Regions from separate parts of the Mus musculus genome. Here regions 1, 2, 3 and 4 are each linked to region 5. The links are chromatin contacts, called in public Hi-C, HiChIP or PLAC-seq and promoter capture Hi-C maps. All regions are on one chromosome and are shown on one strand. Each heading gives the region's core, a stretch centred on a gene start, on an enhancer-like site or on the middle of the called end of the contact. The rest is flanking DNA. Distances are from core to core; before and after follow the strand shown.

The links. Promoter capture Hi-C pulls out the DNA fragments that hold promoters and counts their contacts. A called contact is a pair of places that touch in the nucleus more often than the background predicts. HiChIP or PLAC-seq counts read pairs in DNA pulled down with a chosen protein or histone mark.
Region 1: an H3K27ac HiChIP or PLAC-seq map of epiblast stem cells shows a contact between it and region 5, with 4 times the contacts expected there. The contact joins the enhancer-like site here to the promoter of 9530018F02Rik in region 5. A contact is called at or near these places in 5 of 39 promoter capture datasets (the 3T3-L1 cell line, hippocampal neurons and liver), 1 of 484 Hi-C or Micro-C datasets (the N1E-115 cell line) and 5 of 115 datasets of contacts at active chromatin or transcription factors (SST interneurons, embryonic fibroblasts, embryonic forebrain and 2 more).
Region 2: a promoter capture Hi-C map of hippocampal neurons shows a contact between it and region 5, with 5 times the contacts expected there. The contact joins the enhancer-like site here to the promoter of 9530018F02Rik in region 5. A contact is called at or near these places in 4 of 39 promoter capture datasets (the 3T3-L1 cell line, hippocampal neurons and second pharyngeal arch cranial neural crest), 1 of 484 Hi-C or Micro-C datasets (muscle stem cells) and 1 of 9 other capture datasets (liver).
Region 3: a Hi-C map of cerebral cortex shows a contact between it and region 5, with 4 times the contacts expected there. The contact joins the enhancer-like site here to the promoter of 9530018F02Rik in region 5. A contact is called at or near these places in 8 of 39 promoter capture datasets (the 3T3-L1 cell line, 3T3-L1-derived adipocytes, the C10 cell line and 4 more), 2 of 484 Hi-C or Micro-C datasets (cerebral cortex and cortical neurons) and 7 of 115 datasets of contacts at active chromatin or transcription factors (astrocytes, embryonic forebrain, embryonic limb bud and 4 more).
Region 4: a contact with region 5 is called in a Hi-C map of cerebral cortex, with 5 times the contacts expected there. The contact joins the enhancer-like site here to the promoter of 9530018F02Rik in region 5. A contact is called at or near these places in 2 of 39 promoter capture datasets (cranial neural crest and hippocampal neurons), 10 of 484 Hi-C or Micro-C datasets (the 3T3-L1 cell line, the N1E-115 cell line, adipose-derived mesenchymal stem cells and 5 more) and 1 of 115 datasets of contacts at active chromatin or transcription factors (craniofacial prominence).

What each region holds. Positions count from the first base shown.
Region 1 is chr12:77,971,059-77,973,758 of GRCm38.p6, reverse strand. No RefSeq gene overlaps it. Among named protein-coding and RNA genes, the nearest start is that of Gm24070, 160 kb to the right of the region's middle. Within about 2 kb of position 1,383, at least 33 of the 459 cell types and tissues checked have an H3K27ac peak or open chromatin away from gene starts, as enhancers often do. A contact at or near this core is called in SST interneurons and epiblast stem cells, where this site is marked.
Region 2 is chr12:78,204,729-78,207,428 of GRCm38.p6, reverse strand. All of the region lies in intron 7 of Gm6657 (predicted gene 6657), which reads right to left. Among named protein-coding and RNA genes, the nearest start is that of Gm6657, 9.0 kb to the right of the region's middle. Within about 2 kb of position 1,393, at least 73 of the 459 cell types and tissues checked have an H3K27ac peak or open chromatin away from gene starts, as enhancers often do. A contact at or near this core is called in hippocampal neurons and liver, where this site is marked.
Region 3 is chr12:78,000,685-78,003,384 of GRCm38.p6, reverse strand. No RefSeq gene overlaps it. Among named protein-coding and RNA genes, the nearest start is that of Gm24070, 190 kb to the right of the region's middle. Within about 2 kb of position 1,349, at least 4 of the 459 cell types and tissues checked have an H3K27ac peak or open chromatin away from gene starts, as enhancers often do. A contact at or near this core is called in cerebral cortex, where this site is marked.
Region 4 is chr12:78,097,631-78,100,330 of GRCm38.p6, reverse strand. No RefSeq gene overlaps it. Among named protein-coding and RNA genes, the nearest start is that of Gm6657, 98 kb to the left of the region's middle. Within about 2 kb of position 1,275, at least 53 of the 459 cell types and tissues checked have an H3K27ac peak or open chromatin away from gene starts, as enhancers often do. A contact at or near this core is called in the N1E-115 cell line, cerebellar granule neurons, cerebral cortex and 1 more, where this site is marked.
Region 5 is chr12:77,237,821-77,240,520 of GRCm38.p6, reverse strand. It overlaps 9530018F02Rik (a long non-coding RNA gene), which reads left to right and starts at 1,295. Exons shown (of 1, transcript XR_003950200.1): 1 at 1,295-2,700. It overlaps Fut8 (fucosyltransferase 8), which reads right to left and starts at 2,417. Exons shown (of 12, transcript NM_016893.5): 1 at 2,322-2,417.

The DNA.
Region 1 (2,700 bases), core at 134-2,633, 730 kb before region 5:
TCAGTTAAGCGTTTGTTTCTTGACCAACCTTTATCTCAGCCGTCGAACAACAGAGAAACTGATAGCACACAGACTACATTTTCTTGTGGATGAACTTGACTTCAAACTTTGCACTACACAGGGAGTCAGAAGTTCTGTTCTCAAGAGCATCGAGGAAGGAGGAACCATTGGAAACCTGCCTGAGGAAAACTCCAGAATCATAGACGTCTATCTGGCTCTTGCAGCTCCTATCTTACCTGCATAAACTTCTACTGAGGGGAACAACCTTGCTTTGGAGATGCTGGTTTTGAGCAACAGGCTAGAAGCCTCGGGCCTCAGTCTCCCCAAAAACTTCATTTCCCTTATGACTTTACACAGTTTCTCCTGGGTAACTAGTCATACTTCCTTAAAATGAGAATCCCTACCCCAACAGATCCTTATTTGAAGTCTCAGAACACATTTATGTAAATCATCTCCCCACAAGGAGAGATGTAAGAAGCAAAGATGTAACTGCAGTCCTGTTCCTCTCAGACAGCGACATTACTGCCCAGAGTCCAGAGCCTCAGCAACATTCCAGCTAGAGTTTTGTTGTCCTGTTCTCTGTTTCAGAGAACCAGAGGTTACAGGCTCAGCATGCTCTGAAGACCTGCTCAGCACCATGATACCCTCCCTCCCTCCCTCCCTCCCTTCCTTCCTCCCTCCCTCTCTCCCTCCCTCCCTCTCTCTTCCTTTCATATCCCTGTCTGTGACAGCCACTAGAAATCTCCCCAAAGGGACTGCATTTCGAGGTGATACAGGGAAGGATGGGATAAAAATTCTTGGCTTAAGGAAAAATATTTTAAAAACAGAAACAAACAAACAAACAAAAAAAAAAAAAAAACAGAGAAAAGGCCATCCACAATTAAAATATAAAACCGGCAACTATCTGGAGGAATATAGTAAAACCCTGTTATAAAGCTCTGTGTGGGGCTATAAATTGAATCTAGATTTCAATCATTTTGGATCATGTCCTCTAGCAAGAAGTATATTTTATATTATTCCTCATTAAACAAACTTACTTTAAAACAGTGTTTACCCTTACTAGGTGGGATAAATGCTGACTTTTTGTTGTTTTTTGTTTTGTTTTTACTATTTCATCTAATTTCACTTTATCCCACCTTATCTTGATCTACTTAGACCTTTACAACTCTGTTTCACTTAAAAAGGGAAGAGGTGGCTAACCATTAAATTAGTTTCATAATCCACTAATAGATCATAACTGGCAATTTAAACAATGGTAGTTTATGAAAATTCATGGCTATCGGCCTCTGGATTCCTAGACACTCAGAGTTATAGATCATCCACTTGTAATGTAACATCGTTTTCCATGACAAAGCACGGAGCCCCACAGAGCCTGTGATTCATCCTCAACCTCCAGCTGGCTGTCAACAGGGCCTGCATTCCTTCCCAACTGTTATCCTGGAATTGTGGTGTGAGGCAAACAGCCTGGCTGAGAATTCATAGACATGTTTTGCTTGGAAATCCACAACCGTAAGTGTATCTCTTAAGCCACCTGGCCCTAGTTTTCTGTAAAATGGACTATTGTAAGGATCAGTTATATAGCATATAAGTCCAAGTAAGTGGTGGTGTTCAGAGGTAAAAAACAACTCTTTATTTTCTCTCTCTCTTTCTGATAGCCTGTTGACCAGAGTTACAGAGACCCCTGCCTTTGGGGGAGGAAAGAATAGACTGCAGGGTAATTGTCTTCCTTCGGAGATGTCCTCAACCCCCTGTTATCTTTTCTTTTTCTGATTTCTGTTTCGTTTTTCTTTATTTACAACATCATTTCCTGCCATCTTCAAAAGATTTTTACCAATGTATCCTGATTTGGGAGTCTTAGTCAAGATGAGGCATTGTCAGAGGTAGAGCACCTGTAACAGAGCCACAACACGGCAAAGACCCCCAGTCTATCTGTGTGGGAAACAGAAGAGAGCAGTCTAGGCAAATGGAAGTTTACTGAGAATGTTCTGCCTAGGTCCTAAGAGGCTGAAGATGACCACAAACAGCATCAGTAGGCATGAGTAAGGTGGTACTTAAGGAGAACCACATTCCCTAGGGTGTCCAGATATAAAAAGTTCTCTTTACTTTTTTGAGACAGGGTTTAATGTAGTCCAGTCTGGCCTTAAACTTGCTAGGTGGCAGAGATGAGTCTTGAGCTCCTGATAGTATTACTTCTACCTCCCAAGGGCAGATAAGAGGCATGAACCACCACAAATAGCATGACATTTTCTCTGATTAGATTCAAGCACATGTGAATAAAAACCTATTCCTTTATGTTAAGGCTTCAGGTGGATTCCAGAGGACCATCCTGGGCATGGGTGGATTTGTCCAGAAGGAGGTTCACTTGATGTCAATTGTCTTCAGACAATTTTTTTTTGCTGGTGTGAGACTTTCCTTGGGGCCTTGGGAGGAAAGGGTATGTTGTGGGCACTCCTGGCATCTCACAGCACCCAGCTTACATGCTATGTGCTTCTGGGATGAAGGTTCCCCTTGATGCAAACTTTTTGTCACCTGAAACTAGTGCTTTCGTTGGAAGGGGTTCAAGGAACTGATGTCCATCTCCCTGATGACCTTCATATGTTTTAAAATCACAGGGGGAGAACTGGGAAATACTGAAGTAAATCCATATGCTTATCCCTTCAGCATCATATTTGAGAGATACAGCAAGGGGAAGGCTCATTT
Region 2 (2,700 bases), core at 144-2,643, 970 kb before region 5:
TACCACAAACACTACTTTAATGTTTAAAGGCTTCAGGTTGCCTCAAAGTTTATAGACTTTTTAAAGAGCAGTACTTTGGTGAAAGATCCAGATTTGAGCTAGTTGTGGTTTCTGCCTCTGCCTCCCAAAATTTTAGCCATCAGGAAGAGAAATTAAAGAAGGAAAGGTGAGAGGTGAGAGGAATAACTTGCTTTCAGGACAGAGGATTAGTGAGAAAATAGGTTCCCAGGAATATTCATTTTCCACTTCCCTGGGCTTCAGTAGCACAATATCCAGCCTTCGGGTTCTTCTAAGGAGAACTTTCTGTATCTTCTCAGAGAGCTCAAAGAAATGCTAAGAGCCTGGGATATGGGGGAGGGGTGGTCAAAATCAAGTATCATATCACAATTACATTATTACTGAAGATTATTGCCGAAGACAAATCATCTGAATTTAGAGATTGCTTAGTGCTCTCTGTGATAGGTGATTAATGAAGGTCACAAGCTGCAGTCTTAAGTAGGCTGACATAAGCAAGGAGAGCTGACGCAAACCCTGAGCCAAATTCTAAGTAAACGCTCTCAAATATGCTATATCTCTGTGAGGTGGGGGAAGCAAAGGCTTATCCCGGAGTGTGAACAGCAGAAACGATTTCTTGTACATCAGATGCCTGAAGCAAAGACTGATACTGGTAATGGTGAGTCCCAGGCCTCAGGGAATTCCCCAAATAGTGATTGCTTGAACTGTAACAACATCTCTATTATTTGCCAACAAAATAGAAGGCACCATTACCTTAGCCAGACAGCACAACAGGAGACAAGGGATTTTGGGCCAAGAGCATGGAGGAAAACTTCCTTCTATCTGGAAATACCTGAAATGGAAGGACCTGTATTTGCCTGATTTGGGAAAGAGGTGTGCCCAGGATCTCTTGCCACTTTCCTCTAAGCCAAGCTTAAGCAATGCAATTCTTTTGAAACTAGAGGAACCAGAACACCGTCCAAAAGGGCTATTGAGTGCTCAGCCTTCAAATAGTGCTTGTGTAATAGCCCAGCCCTTTCCCTTTGCTGCCCTAATTGCCTAACTTATTTGTAGTAGAGAGAAAACGTGTTAGATAAGAATTATGGAGGAAGTAGGCAGTTGCTTTCATTTTTTGTTTCTTTGTTCAGAATGGGGTGAACTAGTTAAGCAAGGAGAATAATAATGGTTAAGAGCTGTACAGCAGAACACCATGTTTAATGTTTAATCAAGGCTGCCAGTAATACATCTTGATGCCATATAGCATGACACAAAACATCAATAGGCTGTTTTCTTCATTTTTCATTTGGTTTATAAATGTGTGGCACATTTTGTCCTAGGGGTAACAGAAAGCCGAGTCTCCTACAGCATTTCACGTTTCCTGAGTTACCATTCCTTATGGACTTGGCTTAGATGTGGTTGGTGCCACCTACCGGGCTAAGTACATAATTACAGGCCTCCCAACCCATTTGTAAATATCTAAAAACAGCTTGAATTTGATCTTGGTGCTCAAATTCAGGTTGACGCGATATAGTTAAGTTTGGGTTCCCATCATAATTTTTAGGAATGGAAGAGACATAAGAAATCCAACTTTAATACCACCATTGTGTCATTCAGTCCAGAACCGGAGCTTTAACTGTGGTTTTCTGAGTTTGCTTCTTGTTCTGTATTGCAGACCTTACAGAGCCGTTATAAGGGTTGCACGAAGTGAGAGGCTGTTAAAGTGCCCTGCTACCTGTGGTAGCTATAAATATTAGGTACAGAAAAAATAAAATCAAATAACTTGCCTATGTTGTGTAGGGGCTACAACACATATATCTGACTCTAGAGCCATGGCTTTTCTCATTGAATTAAAACTTCTCAAGGTTTGATATTGAAATAATTTTAGGTTTTTTTATTAGATATTTTCTTCACTTACATTTCAAATGCTATCCCGAAAGTTCCCTATACCTTCCCCCCACCCTGCTCCCCTACCCACCCACTCCCACTTCTTGGCCCTGGCGTTCCCCTGTACTGGAGCATATAAAGTTTGCAATGCCGAGGGACCTCTCTTCCCAGTGATGGCCAACTAGGCCATCTTCTGCTACATATGCAACTAGAGACACGAGCTCTGGGGCTACTGATTAGTTCATATTGTTGTTCCACCTATAGGATTGCAGACCCCTTCAGCTCCTTGGGTGCTTTCTCTAGCTTGTAATAATTTTAAGTGACACCTATAGTGAATTTAAGAGATGTTATAACATGGCTTTAAAACCTGTAAATCACAGTGGAAAATTATTTTGAGTTGAACGCTCGACCCAGGATGCCCTCGCACTACTCTGCCTTCTGCCCTGCATGCTGGGACTATAGCGAGTGCTCCAGCACCCAGCTCAGTCATCACCTTTTCCAATGCTTTGTACTTGATAGAGCCAAGGAGAAAGTTTAAAGAGAATCCTCCTGTTAGTTATACTTTCCGAGAGTGGTAAAACATGCCTCAGGCTTGACCATCTTTCTAGAGTTAATTTTTCTATCTCATTATTATTAAATTTACTTGTGAAAACTGTGGCTGAGCATGGTAGGTAGCTTGTGATGCTGATACCCAGGAGGCTGAAGTAGAAGGATCACTGGAAGTTTGAGGTCAGGATGAGCTACATAGTCAGCTCCAGGCCAGCTTAGGCTATAGAACGAGATCCTTTTATGTTTTGTTTTTAATTGCTTTTGTTTTCAATA
Region 3 (2,700 bases), core at 100-2,599, 760 kb before region 5:
TACTATGCTATAATTAAGATTATAGCAACCCTAGCAAACTAAACACCAAGAAACAGAGAGACTGGGTGCTCACACCTTGTAGCTTTCCCCTGCCTGCCTCAGCCTTAAGGATATATTTGTACTCATGGTTTGTTGGCCAGAAATAGTCACATGGTGTTGGGCTGTGTTCACAGAAGAGGAAAACTGAAGTCTGCATACATCCACGGCATCTACTCTGTTTCTCATTTTAGATGCTAGTGATTAAATCAGTTTGAAAAAATGTTTTCTATTTTCTGTTCCAAGAAGACAACTGAATGGTCTAAACTCGCTTTATCTGTATCTTACCAGTGTATTCCCTCCTAGGTTCTCTTGAAGACGAACCACGGGTGTGGGTCTGTTTATAGTTAGTCATATGTACTAAGCTATAGGCAAGGTGTGAATGCAATTAGAACATGGTGTTGTGTCTAAGCATGAGACCCTGCCAGGGACAGGGTCTTTTCTCTCGTCCAAGTTGTCCTGGACTCATCATTAACTCAGGCTATCCTCAAAACCATGGTGTTCCTCCTGCCTCAGGCAGTCTGGTGCTGAAATTTCAGGCAGGAACCACTACATCTCCTGCCCATGGAAACCGGACCAATTTTACCTAGTTTGTCTGAACTGTTGGTGAAGTCGGCCTTTTGAGATTCCTTGACAAGCCACTTATATGCATACATTATTCTTGAAAATATATAGTCCAAATTTCAAACAACAAGCTTAGAAAATAATTCTTTTACAAAACATTGCATTGGTGAATGAATGAATTTCTCTCTCCTTCTCTCTTCCCCCCTCTCTTTCTGTATGTGTGTGTATGTGTGTGTGTGTAAGACCATAATCATGCCTGTGCACATGAATGTATTTATAACCTTGAGTTATCCTCAACCTAGCAACAATATTTTAAAATTATTTGTATGCAGTATACTTTATTCATGTGCATATAATTTTAAAATAATATATCCACATTCTTTCAACTGAATCTGCCTTAGAGTATATATCATAATAACATAGCTATGATTGTGCTCAAAGTTATTCCTGAAGAACATGCTTGGTTGGTTTCACTCAGCCAAGTTTTTTTTTTTTTGAATATTTTTAAAAGTAAGGGAAAGAAATGAGACAAATTGTACTTTTCATGTACTGTGGCACAAACTAGAAAAATATAATTGGGCTTCAGGCCAAATTCTGAAGGCAATTGGAGCTGCTTATGTCAATTCGGCACACTCTATTCCTCAACTCCTGTTGACAGAAAGGAAAATTGGTAGTGATCTGCTTCTCCATGCTGGAGAGGCGGAGAGAATATCTGGGCTCCAGATCGCAGCAGATGGATGCATGCAACAGCTACTGATTTGTCATTTGTGGGGAGTAGGGAATCCTCCAGCTTGGAGGAGGCTTCGTGTGTCGGTTGCCTTGGGCCATCTGTTCCGTGGCTGAAGGCAGCGCCATACGCTCAGTAAATGTTTGTGGAATGAATAATGAATCTTTCCTAGAGAGCTTCCGTGCAAGTGAGCCTGCCTTTTCTTTATACCTGACTACCACGTGGTCCATTCTCTGGTCTCCACAGGAAGATATGCACTAAGCGGGATAAGACACTGCCTCAGGTTGACTTATTTGTCAAGTGTTTATTGAACTGTTAGGTGCTGGGGACTTTGATAAATCTCAGATATCTAGGTAACAATAACCTGACCCAGAAAAATAATGTGTTTGCCCTAATAGATCGGAAGATGTGTGAAAAGCCGTCTAAGAACGTAGAAGATGCCTTGAAGATTTTAGGACAGAGGTGGGAGAAGCGGGAACCTCAGCATCCTGTGTGCTTTAACTTTTGCACAGCCTAAGTTCTCTACATCAGACAGACTGTACCGGGCTTTAAGTAGTCAGGACTCCCAATGCTTCCTAGGCCACCACTCTCCTATACTCTGATAGAGTTGCAATCTACCTCTTGACTGGCATGTGCCTCTCAGCATAAAGGCGTACTTCAGCTTCTCACCAGAACAAAAGCACATCTTTAACCTGCTTATCTGCCTCAACGTTTTTTCCTTTATGTATCTTCCTCAGTCAACCGAGTCACGAGGACTTTAGTTTCCTCTGTCCCTCATGTCCCCTTGTCACACAGCACCATCACAGAGTCAGTCTTTTCTGTGCCACACCTGTCCCCAGAGAGGTCATTCAGTCTCTGGGTCCTTAACCTATTGTAAAATGTACATTATTAACGATTTGCTGGCATTTGACCCTACTGAGCAGGGTCCTTTCACTGTCTTTCTTGTGACCTCAAATGATCTTGAGTTTTTAGTTTGCTTTTAAGCTCTTTTCTCAAGTGCTTTTTTGGCCATTCTCTTTCTGTCCACTTTGTAAATGGTGTTTTCTGAGGCTTGGCTTTTGGCCACCTCTTCTTGTCACTCTACTGAGTTTACTCGGGTGACCAAATCTATTTTCATGTCCTTAGCTAACTCCATCCAAGCTGATAGCTCTCTCATTTTGTATTCCCAACCTAGGTTTTAAGCGACATACCTATGCCTACTGACTTTTTATTTTTCAGATACCTCCCTTTTCTTCATCCTTATGTCCATTAAATTATTACAAGTCAATGAATGATTTGCCTGGATTGTGGCAGCTTTCTCCTCTCTCTGTTTCCTGCTAGCAAGCTTGGCCAGTGTTAGACTTAATTGTCCTTTCCTACTAAAGTTCTCACAC
Region 4 (2,700 bases), core at 26-2,525, 860 kb before region 5:
TCTACACTTCCTGAGGGCAAGGACCTGTCTCTACATTTGCAGCTCCAATATCTAGTTAAAGATCTACTGTGGGTGCCCAGGGGATGGATGTTGAAAAATGAGCCCCTCCATCCCTCTGTGATTCCTCCCATCTTTCCTCAACACTCCCCCAAAGAGTAGTCAAAAGCAAGATCCATTCAGCCTGGAATGGAGAGAACTCTCTTGTCATTCTCTGTGTCCTATCTGTGACCTGTTTCTCTATGGACACTGTCGTCCTGTGAAGGACACATGGCCTGGCAGACTCCAGTGTGGTGCCCACAAAGGATCCTCTGTAAGCCATGCTGCTTATCAAGAGCTGCCCCAAGCTGGTGACTCACAGAATGGCCCAGCAGGCTCTGGCTGTTGCTAGGAAACCATGGTTCCCATGTGGAACTCAACGCCACACTTGCAGGTTGTCCCTGATAACTTAGAGAAAATGAAGAGTTGTCAGAAAAGGTAGAGAAAAACAAAAAGCTACAGTGAAGATGGTTAATGACGGACATCTATGGGGAGTCGAGACAAAAATGGTCAAGATATGTTGGCATTATCAGCAAAAGACACTTTTGTTTTCCTCACTTCTGATGTGGACATCAGTGAGTACCAGATCACGAAGACGCCCATTTGTAGTCTTGGAACGTTGGCTATGAAAGGCTTTGGGAAGTGACACAGACTTCTCGTGCTCTGGACCCCAGTCCACACTCTGATTTGACTCACGTTGGCTTCCTACTGGCTTTTTCAAGTTGGTCCCTAGAACACTTTTGACCTATTGCTATTCATCGTGTCTCAGATACTCAGAGGAAGCAGCACAAGGAAATATCAGTGGGTTTCAAACTTGACCAAAATTAGCTGGAGGGTTTCTTAAATGCACATTGGAGCACTTTACCTTCCAGAATTTCTAACTCATGAGAGGTGTGGGTGGGGAGTGAAAGTGTATATTCCTAATTATGTTTCCAGGTAACCTGATACTGCTGCCCAGCGATAACACTTCGGGAGTCTGCCTAGATTTTTAAATCTTACTATTAAGCCTTAAGGAATTACCAGATCACATAACTGGTAAAGAAGCAGGTCCAAGGGATGCTAGCGTGTCTCCCAAGTCACTTAGTAACTGCTAGTACTGAGCTCAGACCCAAGCTCCCTGGATTAAACACCAACACTTTTCCACTACAAAATGTTCTCCAAGCGATGCCTCTTTAAAAATCCTCCAAGACACTCCAGATGGCTGCCAACAGGGGTGGTCCTGCCCAGCGAATGCCAAGTTGCTAAATCCAATCCTGATAGCGACAGCTTTGAAAATGAAGCCAGAGACAGTTTGCAAAAGCCTTTGTGTTCTTCCCAGCGTCGTCTCTCATATTTCTAAATACTGTAGATGGAGAAGGAAGTGTGTTGAAGAGGAACAGACACAGTGAAGCAGGGCTCTGCCACACTTCCGAAGAGGCAGGCCTCCAATTCTGTGCTGCAAGCCAGGGCTATTGGCAGGAAGCCCCATCTGCTTTGGACTCAAACCACGAAGCAGTCCCCTCTTATCCGCCCCCTGACTCCCTGCCTCGTGTGTGCTGAGATGGCCTCAGAGATATATATAAAATGTAAAATATACGCATGCCTGCCGCTTTCGCTTAAATTATGGGCTTTATCGGCCATTCAAGCTCATTGTAAGTTTCAGGATACAGTTCTTTCTATTCACAACCTGGGCTTGGCAACACACACCAATAATGCTAATACTTGGGAAACTGAGGCAGGAGAATCAAAAGTTCAGGACCGTCTTGGTTTAAATCGTGAGTTGTAGGCTAGCCTAGGTTACATATTAAGCTCCAGGCCAATCTGGGCTACAGAAGGGGACCTTGTCTCAAAACAAAACAAAAAGTCAGCTAAACAGCTTCTTATTCACAAGGTCTGGATAAAAGCAAAGTGGAAGTGCCTATGGAGTTTGTCCTGGGCTCAACCAGTCTCCTCCTGTCAAGACTGTCCAAAGATTCCCTGCCCTCCCTGATTTCTATCCCCAAAGAAATTATTCTCTATTTACCTCCAGAAAACCTTAGCTAAAGCTACGAGATGAGAGATCTGAGGGCTTGTTTGCCACAAGCCTTTTAGTTTTAATAAAAGATGTTTGAAGATTAAAGAAACCTCTGATGCTTGAAAAAAATTCTAATGAAGAAAATGTGGGTGTGATGGGGGTGGGGATAGCATCAACACCATCTAGGATCTTTCTTGAGAGTCTCTGTGTTGTACCTTCCAGGTGGCCACACATTGTATCCTCCTAAAACTAAAGCCTGCCTTGTGGCCACACTTTGTATCCTCCTAAAACTAAAGCCTGCCTTGTGGCCACACTTTGTATCCTCCTAAAACTAAAGCCTGCCTTGTGTACCGACAACACTGCCGGGCTGGGATCTTAGAAGCCACTTGTATCTGCAATAGTCTCCTCTCACAGAGCTTTATGTCCACCAGATGGCATTCAGCTAGAGCCTGAGAACTGCTCTTATTCTGTAGCTTGATGATGCTAAGGAAGTGAGCTGAGGTTGGTGAGGGTCTTCTTTCTCTTAGGGTTTCAGGTTTGTTCATACACTGGAAGAATGAACTCCATGTGTGTGTGTGTGTGTGTGTGTGTGTGTGTGACTACTGTTGACTGCGTGCAGAAATATGTGACATTTTACTTGCATATGCCACTTTGAAGTTGCCAGTGTGCTT
Region 5 (2,700 bases), core at 46-2,545:
TTCACTCGGCCTGCAATTTCAAATGCTATATATATGTGTGTTAAAATACTGTCGTATTTATAATTAAGACTTCTTATCAGAAGGACAGCAATGTACAGGAGCGTACTATTGTCAGAGACTCCTATGTTGCCTTAAAGAAAAGAAGCATCTTACTTCTTTGCTTCAGTATATAATTTCTCCCCTAAAATACTTTATATATGATATACCCTTTAAAAGAAGTATGCATATTACACAGAACTTTAACCAAGAAAATAAATAAGCACTTAACCCCAGGAAGAACAAGACAACTAAAATAAAACCTTCTTAAGAGTTTCTACGGAGCAAAGGCAAAGTTAAGTCAGTGACTTGTGATAAATTTAACTCTTAAATTGATAAAAACTTCCATTGCATTTGTTCCCTGAAACCTTTAAGTTCGGAGTGATCTACGGGAGGTACGGGAGGATATGGTTTTCCTGGGCTCACCTTCTTGCGTTTTCTTAAAAGTAACGTGCAGAATTAGACACAAGGAAAAACACTACTTTCTTTGCTTTTCTCCAAGGCCTCCACGTTTAAGGCAAAGCGCTAAAAGCTCACCAGGGTGCGAAACCCTAACCATGACAGTGCCATTTAACTTAAGAATTACGTCTCTGAGGATTGCAAAGCCCACATCCAGAGAACAGGTGCTGCTACCGACAAACCACCCCAACTCCAGCAGGACAGACCTCCGCTGAGCTGATATGACTCATTTAACCTTCCCAAATAAGTTGAGACACTCCACAGCCTCCAGCTTGTCATTCGCAGATCAAAGGGAGGGGATACCGAGGCACCCAGGCCATTAACTACCCTGCCTCAGCCACTAGCCAGAACGCATCTTTGTGCAGGTTCACTCTGATTTCCAGCCCCAGAAGCCCACACAGCAAAGCAAAGCAAAGGAACCCACCTTCCCACGGTCTGACCGTGGGGACCCGGCTGCGGGGGCAAGGAGCGGCAGATGCAGAGATTCGCTGAGGGACACCTCCCACCCCGCCCCCATCCCATAGGTCCTGGGATGCCCGACGCCGCGGCGCCCCTCACCCAAGGGGCCAAGGCTACGCCGGGGTGTCCCGGAGGCTCCCTCCCCACTTTTCCCGGGGCCGCTGGCTGAGCAACGGCTGCAGCAGTTGCAGCAACAGGCCCGGTATCGGCGGGAGGACGAAGGAGCGCCCCGAGCCCAGGCTCCACAGAGCCCGCGCCCGCCCCGTCCTGGAGTCCGCGGCGCGCGGGGCCCGGCTCCCTAACGCCCCCTTACCCGAGGCGGGAGCGAGGCGGTCGGCGCCGTCCCCCGTCGCCGCCGCCGCTGCCTCCAGCTGCAGCTGGCCGCGGCGGGAGAGTGGGAGGGGTGCTGGGGTGGAGGATGCTACTCCCGACTGAAGGGAGAGGAAGAAACGGAAACAGGAACCGCGGCCGCCGCTTAACGGAGCCTTCGGCGCCACTGACTGAGGGAAAGCGCAAGGCGGCGCGAGCCAGGCAGCGGCTGACAGCGCGAGACCGAGCGCGAGCCGGGTCCAGGACGCGCGACCCCGAGCAGCGCCGGCCCCATTCCGTGAGGAAAGGGAGGGACGGGTTGGCTGGGAGCCGGGGAGGGGGCGGCGGGGGCCTGGAGCCCAGAGAACCCGGCCACTCGGGTCGGCCCGAGACCACGCGCGCACGCGCCGGAGTGGCTCCGACCGGGAGCGCAGGCGGGGAAGCCGCCGGCCGGCGCGAGCGAGGGAGCGAGCGAGCGAGCGTGCGCGCGCGGAGAGGGGCGCGCGCCCCTCGGCGTCCCAGCCTGCTGGGGGAGGGCGCGCATGCGCCGGCCGCGGCCTCCTCCAGCGACCCTGGCATGTGCACAGGCTCCGCCCCGTCCCCTTCCTCTCTGTGCGGGTGGACAGCGGAGCTGCAGCATCCACCGGGCCACGGCGGGACCCGAGTTCCAGCCGGACAGCGGCCGCGCGCGGGCTCCGGCTTTGGTCTCTACAGGCGAAGGCCGCCTGAGGGTCGGAGGCTGAGGGGAGCAGCGCTCCCCACGCCCTGGCCGGCCTGGCCCACCACCCAGAGGCGCACCCCGCTGGGGCTCAATAGGGCTCTGTACTAGTTTCGGGGTACTCTCTGCTGCTCATCCGCTGAGGCACCAGCACACAGTGCCACCTCGGCTCCGGGCGGTCCGGCTACCCTGCGGGCTCTGTCTTCATCTGAAGAGAAAGAACCCCGCAGAGCCCGAGTTCGAAGCCCGGCCGTTCGCAGCCGCTGCTGCCTCAGCCCTTCGGAGGCGGAAGTTTATTGAGTACAGGAGAGGAGAGGCTTTTCCCTAGGATGCTTCCTACCCGCTCGCACTCGGGGATCCTGACGCCCGCGATGCTGAGCCGAGTGCCGAAGGGCTACCTCCGACAGACCGTCCGGGAGGGCGAGCTGGGCGGGAGGACCCAGCCGCGCAGCCAGGGCACACAAAGTAGTCGCGGGCCGAAGGGGTGCTGCCGGGGCCAATCAGAGCGGGAAAACCAGTGAGTGGAGTGCGAACTGGCCAATCAGAGGGCCGGAAGATGAGCTTCCCGTGCCGAACTCTTCCCTGTAGCCTGGGGACCAGATCCCAAGCCTGAGGACTCAGCCGGGTGACTGAGTAGAAAAGCTGCCCTCAAGACAATTATTCCTCCCAGCACAGATAAATACTAGTAAATACTTTGGAAACGTATCTCTGAGTAAACA